Regions from separate parts of the Danio rerio genome. Here region 2 is linked to region 1. Evidence: chromatin contacts called from public HiCAR-type data. All regions are on one chromosome and are shown on one strand. Each heading gives the region's core, a stretch centred on a gene start, on an enhancer-like site or on the middle of the called end of the contact. The rest is flanking DNA. Distances are from core to core; before and after follow the strand shown.

The links. HiCAR-type assays count read pairs that join an accessible place to other places.
Region 2: a contact with region 1 is called in a HiCAR-type map of caudal fin, with 16 times the contacts expected there. The contact joins two enhancer-like sites. A contact is called at or near these places in 2 of 18 Hi-C or Micro-C datasets (both in embryo) and 1 of 4 datasets of contacts at active chromatin or transcription factors (caudal fin).

Annotation. Positions count from the first base shown.
Region 1 is chr8:57,816,227-57,820,002 of GRCz12tu, forward strand. No RefSeq gene overlaps it. Among named protein-coding and RNA genes, the nearest start is that of prdm16, 13 kb to the right of the region's middle. Within about 2 kb of position 2,100, at least 3 of the 62 cell types and tissues checked have an H3K27ac peak or open chromatin away from gene starts, as enhancers often do.
Region 2 is chr8:58,237,799-58,241,637 of GRCz12tu, forward strand. The region is part of intron 5 of prdm16 (PR domain containing 16); the gene reads left to right. Among named protein-coding and RNA genes, the nearest start is that of nppal, 120 kb to the right of the region's middle. Within about 2 kb of position 1,558, at least 4 of the 62 cell types and tissues checked have an H3K27ac peak or open chromatin away from gene starts, as enhancers often do.

The sequences.
Region 1 (3,776 bases), core at 850-3,349:
CACCAGTCTGAATTGTTGATACAAGGCAGGATGGATCCATTCTTTCATGTTGCTGACCCCAAATTCTGACCCTACCATCCAAATGTTGCAGCAGAAATCGAGACTCATCAGACCAGGCAACGTTTTTCAAATCTTCTATTGTCCAGTTTTGGTGAGCCTGTGCGAATTGTAGCCTCAGTTTCCTGTTCTTAGCTGACAGGAATGGCTGCTGCTGCTGTAGCCCATCCACCTTAAAGTTGGACATGTTGTGTGTTCAGAGATGCTCTTCTGCATACCTCAGTTGTATTGAGTGGTTATTTGAGTTCCTGTTGCCTTTCTTTCAGCTGGAACCAGTCTTGCCATTCTACTCAGACCTCTGGTATTAACAAGACATATGCGCCCACAGAACTGCCACTCACTGGATATTTTCTCTTTTCTGACCATTCTTTGTAAACCCTAAAGGTGGTTGTGCATTAAAATCCCAGTAGATCAGCAGGTTCTGAAATACTCAGACCAGCCCGTCTGGCACCACCAACCATGCCACATTCAAAGTCACTTAAATCACCTTTATTCCTCATTCTGATGCTCGGTTTGAACTGCAGCAGATCGTCTTGACCATGTCTACATGCCTAAATGCATTGAGTTGCTGCCATGTAAGTGGTTGATTAGAAATTTGCGTTAACGAGCAGTTGGACAGGTGTACCTAATAATCTAACCAGTGAGTGTAGTATTATAATAGTATTAGTCAAGGAACACTGAAATGAGAAAACAAGTCTTCTGACACTTTTATGTATCAAGGTTTTTTACCAAAATAGTAAACTAATGCTATTCCCGATAACTAACAGTGTTTGAGGCCATGAAAACACAAACTTCTGAATCATTACACACGTATCATATATTTTTATTGTCTCTGTGACTGTACTTACTTAAAATTAGGTGGATGGTTTGATTACAATAACCATACTTTTTGTGTGGAGTGTTTGTTTTTTAACCATGGTATTTCGAACTTAATGGGCATTATAAAAACCTCAGGTATCTGAACATGGTTAGTATGAATGAAATTCGGTATTGCTACATCCGCTATGCTCTGTTGCTATGTTCATCACATGTCTTACAAGATTAGTAAGTTATGTCATTTCCATTTATATTTCTTCCCCTGGTCTCATTGGATGTAAAAGTGTCCACTGAATGTGCACTTAAAAAAATTGGCAGAAGTAGTACATCAAGGGCATTTCTCGTCAAATAATGTATATTGATACTTGGCTCACATACTTTTTGCATATACAGTATGCCAATGTTGGAAGCTCAACATGCACAAAGGTGTGCTGTGTTTACTTACAACTAAACATTGCCAACTACTAGTGTGGAATGTATAATTTAAGTCGTTTTGACGATGTTGTATGCAAAATGTCCATGTCTTACCATATTGTCCATGTCTACTGTTGTTGTGTAAACTTTCCCTTCATCTGCCCCTATTATCACGGTTAGTGTTGGTGTTTTACTGCCTCTAGTGTTCATTTGCAAATAGCGTATAGGTACAATGCTGTAGGTGTTGTTGATTCACTTTCCCCACCGCCCTTTTATGAAATGTAACTAACCTGAAAATATAGGACGGGAAATGTGGCGGGAATGTTGATTAACGACATGATGTCGTTCGCACATAGTCGAGTCTGAATAAATGTCTGACAGGTTGGCTTCAGATTGGGCCAGTCAACAAGCCTGCATCTCTGAGAGAAATACATTTTAATTAAAGAAATGCATATTCTGAAAAAACGGGAAAGCTAATAAGGGAAAACATAAATGTGGGATATTTGCAGAAAGATTTATTCTTTGTTCACACTTCATTTTCCCCCTCACACTCTTTCACTTTTTGCTCTCTCTGTCCCTCCGTCGTGCTGCCGACCATCTGCGCTGACCGCTTTGAGCGTATTTTCTTTTTTCGACACATTGCCAAGTGTTTTAAGTGCAAAGGCTGGTGTACCTTTAAGGGAAACGTAACTGCACCGCCAAAACTTGTCAAATCCAGGCTGAATTTGTCACACAGAATAATCATAACAGCCAAGAGAGCATGTTCTTAAGCCGTACAGTTATGAGCAAAGCGCTGGAGAGTTCACTGGCTATGTGGTAGGTACGACATCAATTGTGGAGTTTTAAGCCATCCAGGGCCGTGGCTGCCGTGTAGATACAACCAGGGCCGGATTAACCAATGGGCCTTATGGGCACAGGCCCAGGGGCCCGTGCGCACTAGGGGCCCCTGCGAGGGGGGAGAAAAAAAGACAATTTCGGAGTGTCTTTTTTGGCTAATTGCAAATAGCGCATCTAGTTGGAATAAGCTATTCAGGGTTTACGCCCATCGCTGCCTGATTGATAGAGACAAGATGAGTATAGAGCAGTCAATTGTAACAGCCGCAGTGGCGCACCTTGTAAGGCACCCAGTATCATCTTTTGACGCGATTAATTATAAACTCGGTTCGAATCCACCATCAGCTGAACTCGTGCTACTTTTTTTTTCTCCCCATTACAAATCAGATTGGAAATATATTTTTAACAGGAAGGAACATTTTTAAAAAAAATAATGCAAATGTGATATAAAGTCACAAGTGTCTCGTGGGTATTTACTAATGTTTAGCCTTAATTATAGGTGCCTCCCTCTCTGCAAAAACTACATTGCTCAGACAACTGTATTTCCTCTGAGCAAAAAAATCGCGAACACATATTAATATTATTATTATATTTAAACTGCCTTTTATTCGTTAACTAAACAGAATGCTGTAATTGGTCAAGCGCGGAAACGTCAGTTTTGTAATAACCCGCACTAAACTGAGCGGACTTTAGTGTAACGTTATAACTGTCATAGATCAAAAATGAGTGGACAAGTGGATTTAGCAAACGCGAGAGAAAGAGGAGAAGGGGCATCTTTATTGAGGCATTTTCCATACACACCTTCTTTAAACAGACCCGTGATCAGGAGAATGAGGGCACAGAAGAAGACGTTATGGTAACTTTAAATGATGAGTAGCTAGCATTAACCAGGCGGAGAAGGCTAACGGCAGCGCAGCGCGGACTGGATTCATCGTGTGAGAGACAGACAGAAAAGGAGAGAGAGAGGGAGAGAGAGAGAGAAAGGCCCAGAAGAGGAGAGAGACGGGAGAGAAGAGGTATAGTGCGTGTGATTTCGGATACTTTTAGGTTTATAATCAAGTCTTCATCACGAGAAGAGTAGAGAAAATACAGGGAGAGGAGGAGAGAGACAGTAAATCAGTGTTTGTATTATGTAAGACTCAGATTCATAGAACTGGATTGGAGAAGCATTGTGCGTTATATGCCATGGCAATAATATGCTTTATAAGTTTGTAAAAGCAATACATTAAAATACCCTTAAAAAAAAAAAAAAAAAAAAAAATATATATATATATATATATATATATATATATATATATATATATATATATATATATATATATATATATATATATATATATATATATATATATATATATGTGTGTGTATATATGGCCAGGTAGGGGGCCTTACAAGACAATGTGCCCAGGGGCCCCTGAGTTCTTAATCCGGGCCTGGATACAACATTCCTCTACGGCTAGCTGATCTCCCGGGTGAACGCCTGCTTAAGCTCAGCCGGTGACAGGACGCGAGACATGCACGCAAATTAATTCAGATTTTGCGTGCCTTCCCTTTGCTCAGTTTGGATGTATCTACTTGAGAATGATGGAAGAAAGAGTGGAAAGCACGTTGTGTAATGTGCGCAATATATTCTGTATATTTTTTGGCTGTAACGT
Region 2 (3,839 bases), core at 308-2,807, 420 kb after region 1:
ATTCAGAATGTTAGCACTTGCACCCAAAAAAGGACGTTTGCACCCTTAAACTTGTTGTTCACACTACTTATTTAAAATGAGTTGAAACAACACAATTCTTGATTTTTTTGGAGAACAACTTAATTTTTTATGTTTAATCCACTTACATTTGTAAGAATGAATAAACTTAATTCCTTCATGTTGTCCCAACACAAATTGATTGTATGGAACCCAAGAGTAATTATAGTGTGCTGGTTGTTCAAACTACTTATTTAAGATCAGGTGAAACAACACAAATCTTGAGTTTTTTTTTTTTTTTTTTTTTTTTTTTTGGAGAACAACTTAATTGTTTTATGTTCAATTTACTTTAATTTGTGAAAATGAATAAGCTAAGTTAATTTCTTATGTTGTCCTAACACAAATCGATTTTATGGAATCCAAGATGATAACAGTGTGCTGTTTGTTCGAACTACTTATTTAAAATAAGCTGAAACAACACAGTTCTTGAGCTTTTTTGAAGAACAACTTAATTGTTTTATCTTGAATCCACTTTAATTTACAAGAATGAATAAGCTAACTTAATTCACTCTTGTTGTCCAAACACAAATCAATTGCATGGAACCCAAAACTATTTATAGTGTGCTGTTTGTTTGAACTACTTATCTAAAATAAGCCGAAACAACACAATTCTTGAGAGCTTTTTTGAAGAACAACTTAATTATTTTATGTTCAATCAACTTAAATTTGTAAAAACTAACTAGCCAACTTGATTCCTTCATTTTGTCCCAACTCAAATTGATCGTGTGGAAACCAAGTTTATTTACAGTGGGCTGTTTGTTCAAACTACTTATTTTAAATGAGCTAAAACGACACAATTCTTGAGTTTTTGGACCACAACTTAACAGTTTTATGTTCAATCCACTTAAATTTGTAAAAAAATGACCTAGCTAATTTAATTCCTTCATGTTGTTCCAACACAAATCGATTATGTGGAACGCAAGAGTATTCATAGTGTGCTGTTTGTTCAAACTACTTATTTAAAATAAGCTGAAACAACACAAATCTTGAGTTTTTGTACAGGACAACCTAATTGTTTTATGCTCACTCTACTTAAATTTGTAAAAATGAATAAGCTAACTTAATTCCTTTATATTGTCCCAACAAATCGATTGTGTTGAACCCAGCATTGTTTACAATGTGTGAACTTCATCTATATCGTTTTCCCTCTTTCTGAGTGATCTCCTAATTTTGCGATTGAAGCTCAGAGCAGTTGATGCAGACTAGAAAATTGCAAAAGCACTGAAGTGTGTCGCAGCGCAGCAGTCGCTCTCCAAACACATGCTGAAAGTTTATCTGATAGAGATGTGTCTTCAGATCTCCCTGCCAAAAAAAAAAAAAGAAAGAGGCAAGAAGCAGAGCTCTCTGAGGAGAGACGGGGACGCCAAGAGATGCAAGCCAGGCTACCACTCAGACAGATCAATTCTGTGAACAAAAGGGAAGAAACGTAGAGTACATGGTCAATCAGACAAACAGACAGACTGAGAGAGCGATCGAGAGCTCTCCGCGTCCTTCTCAAGGCTTATCGGTGGTGGAATTTGGAGTGGAGCTAGAGGAGTCTCCAGGGACCTCACCCATGCTCACAGATTAGCCGCTAAACTGCACATAATTGTGTTCCCCCTACGTCTCTCCAAGAGCTATTAGTTTCCCATTCCCTGTCTTTTTCCCCAACATTCCTGCCTTTGTCGTTAGTGCTACTGATGGGACGCAAAGATAATGTCTCCAGTTCTTTTTTTTATTGTAATATTATGGCTTCTCTCGATGAAAAAACAAGATATTAAATCAGCACAGACTTTTTTTGTTTGATTTTTTTTCCACTTTAGTTTTCCAAGTAAAGGCCTCTTTGAGGTTACAAGGCCATTCTGTTCAACATATTTGTTTATTTTTTGCTGGACACCTATGAACGTGGATTGTGTTCTGTTAGTTTGTGTTATTAGAATCAATTGGGGGGAACAAACAAACAAACAAAATGTGTTTTGTAATACAGTAAATACAGCATCAATGCAGATTTTTTTAAGAAGTAAAATTTAATGAACTCATCAACTTTGGCTTGAGGATTATGATAACGCATTAGATGCTTGTCTTTCCATTATAGGGTTATCTGTGTACTTGACTCTTCTGTCAAGAAATCAGAAATGATAAGAAAGACACATTTTAGACATTTAACAACAGGTCATTTGAACCAAACGCAAGTGAAAAAAGGAAAACTATGATCTATTTATAGCTTAACATTTAAACATATTTAAAGTGATCTTACACCTGTCAATTGTTATTTATCTTCCAAAGTTATTTTACATTTTTAAAATCTCAGTTATATGTATTTATTAAATGTATAGAATATGATTTACAGAAGACACTCACTAATATGTACTCAGTAATTCAGTGTTTATATACAAAAATGTATTCATATAATAATAAATAAATACTTTTCACAATAAATTCATTCATATACAGTTGAAGTCAGAATTATTAGCCCTCCTGATTTATTAGCCTCCCTATTTATTTTTCCCCCAATTTCTGTTTAACGAAGAGAAGATTTTTTCAACACATTTCTAAACATAATAGTTTTAATAACTAATTTGTAATAACTGATTTATTTTATCTTTGCCATGATGACAGTAATATTATAATATTTGACTAAAGATTTTTCAAGACACTTCTATACAGCTTAAAGTGACATTTAGAGGTTTAACTGGGTTAATTAGGTTAACTAGGCAGGTTAGGGTAATTAGGCAAGATATTGTATAACGATGGTTTGTTCTGTAGACTATCGGAAAAAATTTGACCTTAAAATGTGTTTTAAAAAATTAAAAACTTCTTTTATTCTAGCCAAAATAAAACAAATAAAACTTTCTCCAGAAGAAAAAATATTATCAGACATACTGTGAATGTTTCCTTGCTCTGTTAAACATAATTTTGAAAATATTTAAAAAGAAAAAAAAATCAAAGGTAGGCTAATAATTCTGACTTCAACTGTATATAAATAGAATTATTTTAGTCATCTGGTGAAATTGTATTCATATCACAATATATAGATGATCAAAATATCACAATTAGACCCGTCACGATATCTATATATTGCACCAAAATATATTTGCAATAAATTATATTATTGTCATTTTTTGCATTTTATCATAAAATGCCACTCATTATATAATGCCAGATGCAGGTACACTCTTCCAAACTACGCATGATGTTTTTTTCTTAAAAATAAAACATTTAATTATAGTAATTATAACAATCAGCTAAAATGTTGCTATTGTCTTTTTTTTGTTGTTGTTGTTTTGTATGGGCGATATATATTGCATCACCAAAAATTATCGATGCATTATTGAGGTCGATAAATATATGTTGTTTATTGTGACAGGCCTAATCACATTATTCTTTCACACTAATCACAATATTAGATTTTCCCTAATATATATATATATATATATATATATATATATATATATATATATATATATATATATATATATATATATATATATATATATATATATATATTAGATTAGTCAGTACTGAAGCCAAACCTGGAGCTAATCTAACAAAATAACTTACGATAACTTTCCAAAAGCTACTATACCCAAATTTATATGTTATAGAAAAATATTAAATACAATTTTAAAAAAAAAGGAAAAATCAAGAGAAGCAAAAAAATTAACAAATTTTGTAGGTTGTAATCTTTTTTGCAATATTTTCCTAAATTTAATTGACTTACCTTTCAATTTCTAAATATGTTTGGTGACTAAAGTATTATTCTTATAAATATATCTGTTTTAAAAATCTGTTTTGTTAAATAT